Regions from separate parts of the Mus musculus genome. Here region 1 is linked to region 2. Evidence: chromatin contacts called from public Hi-C data. All regions are on one chromosome and are shown on one strand. Each heading gives the region's core, a stretch centred on a gene start, on an enhancer-like site or on the middle of the called end of the contact. The rest is flanking DNA. Distances are from core to core; before and after follow the strand shown. Region 1 overlaps Abca4 (ATP-binding cassette, sub-family A (ABC1), member 4). Region 2 overlaps Arhgap29 (Rho GTPase activating protein 29).

The links. Hi-C and Micro-C count contacts between places; a contact is called where the count stands out from the background.
Region 1: a contact with region 2 is called in a Hi-C map of embryonic fibroblasts, with 2.0 times the contacts expected there. The contact joins two enhancer-like sites. A contact is called at or near these places in 3 of 39 promoter capture datasets (3T3-L1-derived adipocytes, maxillary cranial neural crest and second pharyngeal arch cranial neural crest), 2 of 484 Hi-C or Micro-C datasets (embryonic fibroblasts and nephron progenitors), 8 of 115 datasets of contacts at active chromatin or transcription factors (the NIH/3T3 cell line, embryonic fibroblasts, embryonic stem cells and 3 more) and 3 of 9 other capture datasets (adipose tissue, liver and pancreatic islet).

What each region holds. Positions count from the first base shown.
Region 1 is chr3:122,076,535-122,080,591 of GRCm38.p6, forward strand. The region is part of intron 6 of Abca4 (ATP-binding cassette, sub-family A (ABC1), member 4); the gene reads left to right. Among named protein-coding and RNA genes, the nearest start is that of Abca4, 34 kb to the left of the region's middle. Within about 2 kb of position 1,862, at least 73 of the 459 cell types and tissues checked have an H3K27ac peak or open chromatin away from gene starts, as enhancers often do. A contact at or near this core is called in embryonic fibroblasts, where this site is marked.
Region 2 is chr3:121,992,286-121,996,634 of GRCm38.p6, forward strand. Arhgap29 (Rho GTPase activating protein 29) reads left to right here. Exons shown (of 23, transcript NM_001356524.1): 9 at 49-159; 10 at 248-328; 11 at 457-645; 12 at 1,295-1,432. Among named protein-coding and RNA genes, the nearest start is that of Arhgap29, 27 kb to the left of the region's middle. Within about 2 kb of position 3,091, at least 12 of the 459 cell types and tissues checked have an H3K27ac peak or open chromatin away from gene starts, as enhancers often do. A contact at or near this core is called in embryonic fibroblasts, where this site is marked.

The sequences.
Region 1 (4,057 bases), core at 612-3,111, 83 kb after region 2:
TTGACAGTAAGACCCATGTGACACCTGTCATGGGATTGCAGTGGCATTTGTATTAGAGAAAAGATGGGAAACACACTTTGAAACCAAAGATGTTTTGCTTATTCCAAAGTGAAAGGGTGGGCTGGGGTGGGTAGTTCAGTCAGTGTCTTAGTCAGTAAAGTAGTTGGCCTACACATACAAGGGTTTGTGTTCAATACTTAGAACCTATGTGGAAAAGCCAGATGTGGTAGAGCATGCTTATAGATCCCTGCACTAGGGAGGCAAAGGAAAGTGTATTCCTAGGCCTCACTGGCCAGCCAGCCTAGCATACTTAGTAAGCTCTGTGCCAGTTAGAGACCATGTCTCAAAGTTCAAAATTGAATAAATTCACTCATTCATTCATTAAAGGTTGAATGGTGCCTGAGAAATGGCCCCTGAAGTTGTCCTCTGGCCTGTACATATGTACACACACACATACACATGTCACACATACACACATACACTACAGACACACATACACATACCACAAACATACATATACTATGGACACACATACACATACCACACACACACACAGACATATACACAAATACATACACCACATACACCACACACACACACACCATGCACACAGAGACATGCATACATATACCTTCCACATATATACATCACACACAGAGACACACATATACACACACCACACATACATACATATACTACAGATACACATACACATATATACAACAAACACAACCATATATACGTACACCACACAGCACACACACACACACACACCTACCATATGCACATACACACAGCACACACCACACACATACACACCACACACACAGACACATATGTACACATACATAAATTATATACACCCACATACACAAAAAGAGATACATACACATACCATATACACATCATATACACAAACACACACACAGACACATGCATACCACACACACACACGTATACATCACACACGCATACATATACCACATACAGAGACACACATATACCATATACACATACAAACACACAGCACACACACATACACACAGCACACACACATACACATAGCAAACACACATGCATATAGCACACACACAGACACACAGCACACACACAGACACACATACATATATCACACACAAAGACACACATATACCATATATACGTACAAACACACAGCACACACACACACATACAGAGGAAGAGGGGGTGACAGGTGATGGGGGAGAATACACTATGCTTTGCAGCGGCCCCTCTCTCCTTCCTCAGACCCCAGCATTGGAGGAAGGTCTATCTCACAGAATAACCTTTCCCTGCTGCCCGCTCTGGATTCCAAGCTCAGTTTTGCTTTCATCAGAAACAGACAGCCGGGCGTGGTGGTGCACGCCTTTAATCCCAGCACTTGGGAGGCAGAGGCAGGTGGATTTCTGAGTTCGAGGCCAGCCTGGTCTACAAAGTGAGTTTCAGGACAGCCAGGGCTGAACAGAGAAACCCTGTCTCGAAAAACCAATAAAAAAAAAGAAGAAGAAACAGACACTGGGGCAGAAGTTGTCAGGAGGGAAGGAGGCCTAGTTTCTGTCGCACTAAGGAAAGTCCCGTAACTTGACTGTTCACATAATCCAGAGCCCACCCTCTGCCTTAGACCTTCAGACACTGTTCCTCCCAGTGTAGGCAGACAGCACGTCTGGATGACCTCTCCCAGTGGAAACAGTTGGCATGTCCCTCACCCCTCATGTAACTGAGTCTGAATTCTCCACTCATGACGCATTTCCTAGCACGCAGGGCGCCTCTCCTGGTTGCCCCCTCAGCACCAAAGCAGTTTCCTCTCTTTTTATCCAATGCTTAACAACTGTCAGGCTGCAACAAACATGCTTTAAATCCACAGTCATCCAGTTGCCTAGCAACAACTTCCCTCCCGGATAAACCTGGGCTTCCTGTAGCAGCTCCTGGGAAAGGAACCTAGCACGCAGGGCTGCCTGCCCAGTGTCCACAGCCTCACTGGCTCTTAACTTCTGTTCTAGATGCTTTCGAGACAAGTTACGCATCCCCGAGTCCAGAATCTTCCACTGTCTCCCAGAGGCCATGTTATCCTCACGAAGACACTTTAACCTGATCCTACCTAACTACCCACTCATTGGGTATATGTTCAGCTTAGAAATGAATATTGTTTCCAGATCAGCTCCTTTGAGTTAGAGGGGGAAAAAAAAACTATTAATCATAGGCAAATCCTTTCCTGTGCTGATGAAGTGATAGCCACTGAATCAGTGACTATCATCGAGATGTTTAAGGAGCTGGTACACTTCATTTCACACTGGAAAACAGAAAGCAGATCCAAGGGGAAGGAATAGACTTTGTCTTTCAAGAATCTTAACAGAGGTCTTTAGGAGCCCCAAGTGAGGTCCTTACATCACTTTCTTAAGTAGAGCTTCACTGCCCAGGAACCACTCAGACCAACCACAATTAATAGAGATAGCAACCCTATCTGTAGATCCAGTAGTCCGTAAGAAGTCTAATTAGACCTTGATCTCAAGTTATCAGTGCCAACCCCAATGATGACACAGAGTTATTTGTCATTTGAAATATTAAGAGAACTTGCATATATAGGTGTCTGGGACATATGTAATAGTAGTATTTGCCACTTTGGTCCTTGACCCCTTTTCTGGAAGTGTTTCCATTCAAGTAAAGTTACAGCCTGGTTCTTTTGGCAGGAGCAGGTCTTATGAATTGGAATTGATAACGGGGAGAGAATTCAAGGAAGAGTGAGCCCTGAGGAAGTTATCTTGTAATTTATAGCCACATGGTTAAGAAGCTGGTGGGTGGATTCAGAGGGAGGCTTGCTGGGAGCCAGCTCGTTCTGAGATGTAAATGGCTTCTCCAAAACATGTGTGCCTTAGCATTTATCGTCCCGTGGAAAATAACTAGGAAGGAGAATGCAGGCGGGCCACTAAGCACACACCAGACCATTGCTTCTCAACCTTCCTAATGCTGTGACCCTTTAATATGGTTCCTCACGCTGTGGTGACCCCAACCATAAAATTATTTCATTGCTCCTTCATAACTGTAATCTTTCTACTGTGATGAATCGCAATGTAAATATCTGATATTCAGGGTGTCTGATCTGTGACCCCTGTGAACCTCCCCTTTGGAGGTCAAATGACACGTGCTTAGCAAATGTATGATTGGTGGATTATTATCCAAATGATTAGCAAGATTAAGAAAAGAAAGTGTTGACCAGACACAAAAATGCATCTCACGCCCTGGCCCCAGGCTCCTGCTCCTCCAGATCCTAATCTCGTTTTTACCAGGTTCTCTATCCAGGCTGATCGATGTCTGGCTTCCCATTCCTCTCTCCACCTGGTTGCAGAGTCCCCAACCCATTCTGTGCACAAGATACTGCCCTCAACTCATCCTTACAATCATCTCAGACCCTTGTCAACTCAAGGGTCACCTTCCCAATAGGAGTAGAACAGTCTACTGCCTCCCTGGCAGAGATACTGCTCACAGGACCCAAAATCTCAGGAGATCCTATCTCTTCTCTACAACACGCATTCATGGTTTTTCCCTTCCTCTGGGAGTCTTGTCTGGTGTCACTGAACCAGCAATCAGAATTACTCTGCTGTATTTTCTGTTACCATGAGTCTGTCTGTTATTGACTGGCTCAGCAGGGAAACTTGGAATAGGAGCCTTTGATTTTTCTGGATCAGGTTAAAGAATTTTGTTTCCGAAAGTGACATTATAGAACTACAGTTGTAGAGGAAAGTGTAGCTTGCGAACATGTACAAAATCAGATAGTACTTGTGTGTATGTGTGTGTGTCTCTGTGTGTATATATGTGTGTATATGTGAGTGTGTGTGCATGTGTGTATGTATATGTGTGTCTGTGTGTGTATGTATGTGTTTATATGTGAGTGTGTGTGTCTGTGTGTGTATATATGTGTGTATATGTGTGTGCGTGTGTATGTATATGTGTGCCTGTATGTGTGTGTGTATGTGTATGTAGAACATATTTTTGTGTAGATGTTTGTGTGTGTACACCTGTATGGATATGTCTGTGTGCACAT
Region 2 (4,349 bases), core at 1,841-4,340:
CCTCTAACCCTGCTCTTATAAACCTTACCTTTCACCTGTATGTTCTAGGAGTTTATGCCACTGCAGTCTCTATTTACCAACGCTCTTCTCAGTGACATCCACAGCAGCCACCTTCTACAACAGACAATTGCAGCCCTCCAAGCCAATAAATTTGTGCAGGTAAAATTAATAAATATAGCATATGGTTGTTTGTTTTTTAAACACCAACATGCGTTTATAAAGCGACTTCTTTTTAATCTCTTTAAAGCCTCTACTTGGGAGGAAGAATGAGATGGAGAAGCAAAGGAAAGAAATAAAAGACCTTTGGAAGCAGCAACAGAATAAATTGGTTAGCATTGAACCGGAGCGCCACTGGCCTGTTTATCCAAAATTGCCTGCGATATATAAACCACCTGTCTTATTCTGGGTTCCCTAAAATGTTGTCTAATAGTCTGTTTAATGTTCTTTTCTGGGTAGCTCGAAACAGAGACAGCTCTCAAAAAAGCAAAATTGTTGTGCATGCAGCGGCAAGATGAATACGAAAAGGCAAAATCGTCCATGTTTCGTGCAGAAGAAGAGCAGCTAAGTTCAAGTGTTGGTTTGGCAAAAAATCTCAACAAACAACTGGAAAAAAGGCGGAGGTTGGAAGAAGAGGCTCTTCAAAAAGTAATATTTTTGTTATTTGAAACTTGAACTAGTAATACTCTGCTAAGGATCTGACTCTCAAACTTTATTAGGAGTCAGGATCGCCAGGAAAGCATATTTAGGTTGTTGGCCCTTGCCCACTGAGTTTCTTCTGTAGTTGGTCAGACAGGACTCTGACATCACTTCTATCAAGTCCCAGGTGGCAGCAGCGGTTAAAATCCACACTTGAAGAACCACTGTTTTGGCAAGCGGAGGAGTTTGTTAGAGTTATCTTAGGAGAGTGCTTTCTCATTTTTGAATTGGTTATTTATAAAGTCTACTTTTTAGGCAAGTCTCTGTGTTATATACCTGTTGAACCATAATAAGCTTTGTATCATTTATGAAATATAATTTGACAAATTCTGTTAAAAATGGAGACTACTACTTATGCAGACACTATAGTATTTGTAAATAGCCCCCATCAATTACAATCTGGTATTCTTAAATTGCTAACTAAACTGCTGTTTATCTTTAAATTATTTTACTTAATGCATTTCATAGTATTGTATTGAAAATTAAAATATTTCAGATTTTTTTCATAGGTTTCCCATTTTTTGAAACATTGCTTTAATTACAGTAAGTTTTAAGTATAAATTTAGTGATTAGTGTTATTTCTGTGGTGTCCTTGAAGGTAGAAGAAGCAAACGAACACTACAAAGTCTGTGTAACAAATGTTGAAGAAAGACGGAATGATCTAGAAAATACAAAGAGGGAAATTTTAACACAGCTTCGGACACTTGTTTTCCAGTGTGACCTTACACTTAAAGCTGTAAGTACTTTCTTCATAGTTAAAGGCACAGGAGAAAGTCTTGAGATCTGATTAGTTAGATGGTTGAGACTTTGAAACTCTGAGACACAAAGAACATATGGATGGACTCTAAGTTTCTAATAGTGATCCATAATTTGAGCTATCTTTTTTTCTATTTCTTTCTTCCCTCCCTTCCCTTCTTTCTTTACTTTTCCTTTCTCCTCCCTTTCCCCTCTGTCCTTCCCTCCATCCACCCTCCCCCTCGTTTCAAGACAAGATCTGCTGTGAAGGCTAGGCTGGCTTTCAGCTCATAACTCTTCTGTCCTAACTTCTGAGTGTTGGGATTACATGCATGCTAAAGTAACTTTTATTTACCTGATATATTATGCCTCTGTCTTCTAGCCTAGGCCTAGGCCTGGAAGCTTCTAGCCCCATACAATCTTATCTAGACCTAGAATGTTCTCAGCTTCTGAGACTTGCTGCTGAATAAGCTCACCCTTTCTGGTTCTTTCTGAAGTCTAGCTGGCTGGTTCTGCTCAGCTGTTCTGACTCAAACTCCTCTCCAAGCTATCAATCTGGTTCTCTTTCAGATTCTGCTTGGCCTCATACTAACTTTGGCAATATGTTCTAATCTTCTGGCTCCTTCTCATTCTCTGGCTTGTTCTGTCTTTGCCTATGTCTAGCTTGTTTTCTCTGTATAACCTCTTTCTGTACAACTGCCCTGGTAAAACTGCCCCTCCCTTGTTCTTTCTCTGCTCTCTTCTATAGATCCTCCTGTCTGTTCTCATGAGAGTTGGGCATGTCCTATTCTGTCAAATCTTTCTCTGATTCGTCATTTTTTCTGCCACTCAATTAGACATCACTTTCAAACATGACTGCATCCCTGTACAAACTAACTTTACCTTCATTGATTGGGATTAAAGGTGTGTACAAAGGGTGTGTCCGTATCTGGCCAGAGGGATTAAAGGTCTGTGTTAAGGCTGAGCCACACCACAACTAGAAATCGGTTTTTTTGAGTAAATAACACAGTCTCAGGATTCACAATGTGATCAAATATCCTGCAACGTGTTTGTATCACTATGCCTTGTTTTGTTGTTGTTGTTGTTGGGTTTTTTGGGTTTTTTTTTTTTTTTAGTTACTTTTGTTCTTTCTCTTCACTGTATACCCTGAGTTGATGATTTATTTGGCTAAAATTTAAATGTGAGCATTGGTAATTGATTACCTTTCTTGCCTTAGTTGGTAAAGCTGATTTAAACCCCAAACATCTGACATTGCTGTGAGATAGTTTTTTGGAATTTAAGTTTTAAAAAAGATGGTAAAATTGAACTGAGTGATTTATGAAAAAATAAGACATCCCGTGTCCCATTTTCATTCGTGTCTTTAAGAATTCTGTAGAGTTTATATTCAACAGGCCCTTTTGGCATGCAACTAACAATTTAAAAAGTAGATATCAATCCCTGTAACTGCTGCACCTTTGGGAGTCAAGAAATCTAATCTGTGTTGCCCTTCTGTTGTCAGTCGCCAGTGGTCTCTGTCCTGTTAATTAGCTGTAGAGATGCTAACATACGCGTTTCTGATGTAAATGTTCCCTCCTTTTCCAAAGTGACTCATAATGGACTCATAGCACACAGCCTTTTGAGACAGGCTGCTTTAACCCCTAATTCCTTTGAGATTCATCAGTGTGGTGCCTGTGTCCGTAGCTCCATTCTCTGTCTTGGTAGATGACAGCCCACTGTGCTAGTGTGTCAGTGTTTGTCCATTCACCAGGTGGACACAGTGTTATTCATAGTTTGGGTCATTATGAATGAAGCTGCAAGAGGAGCTGTTGACAGGTTTTGTTGAACATAGATTTCATATTTATAGGAACATATGGGAGTGTGCATGTCAGATGCATCTTTAGCTCAGTAAGAAACTATAAGAGTTCTCCAGAGTTGCTCTGATCAGCGTGAGAGCTCTAGCTCAGTGTCCTTTCATTATGACACGCTTAGCTTCTCTAATAGATGTGTGGTAAAGATCTAATTATGGTTTTCATTTGTTTTCCAGAATAAGGGGAGAGGGGAGTGATGTAATTACATTTCAATTAGAACTTTAAAAATAACATTGAAAATAGTTTCAAGGGCTTATTTACAATTTGACTATTTTAAATTTTTCATTGTGTGGTTTGTTTTTGTTTTGTTTTTGTTTTCTTATGATTGAATTTGCTTGTATTCTGTCTCATTTCAGAATTTTTCTTCTATACTTTAGCAATGTCTTGTAGGGGAAAGTTCAGGTCTATCGTACTCTCGTTTTGGTCATGCTCTTGATGTTATGTCTGTAAGAGTTTCACTGAACCCGAGGTCATAGAGTTTTCCCCTTTGTTTTGTGCTAAATTGTATAGTTTGACACTTGCGTATGTGGTCTGTATTGAGTTCATTTTTGTGTAAGGTGTGGATTGAAGCTGGGGTTTGTATTTTGCTTTGTTTTGTTTTGCATATGGATACCAAGTACCAGCACAAAGAGCCGTGCCAGAGAATTCATTACTTAACATTTCCCAATAGATTATACAAGGAAATGATAGCTTTGGCAGGCAGAAAACACGAGTGATCAGATTAACTAAGTATAAGAGTCTTTATTAGAAATTGTAGTGGGACACACCTGTAATTCTAGCATTTGGGCGATCAAAATTCAAGGCTATCCATGGCAATATAGCAAGTTTGAGGCCAGGCCTGGACGATTTGGGACTCTTAAGAAAGGCAAAGTGAGCAGGGACTATAGACCATTAGGGTTGGCTACTTTGCACAGTGAGCTTTGGGAATGAGGACATGTGTCTTTCAGCCTTATTCTTGGTTTATTTGGGGCAGGGGACATTGGCCTACTGTAGGAGATACATTGGCTTGGGCTATAAAGCTGAGACGTGGTAGTTTTGTGTATGAAGATGCCATGCTCTCCAGGCTCATGT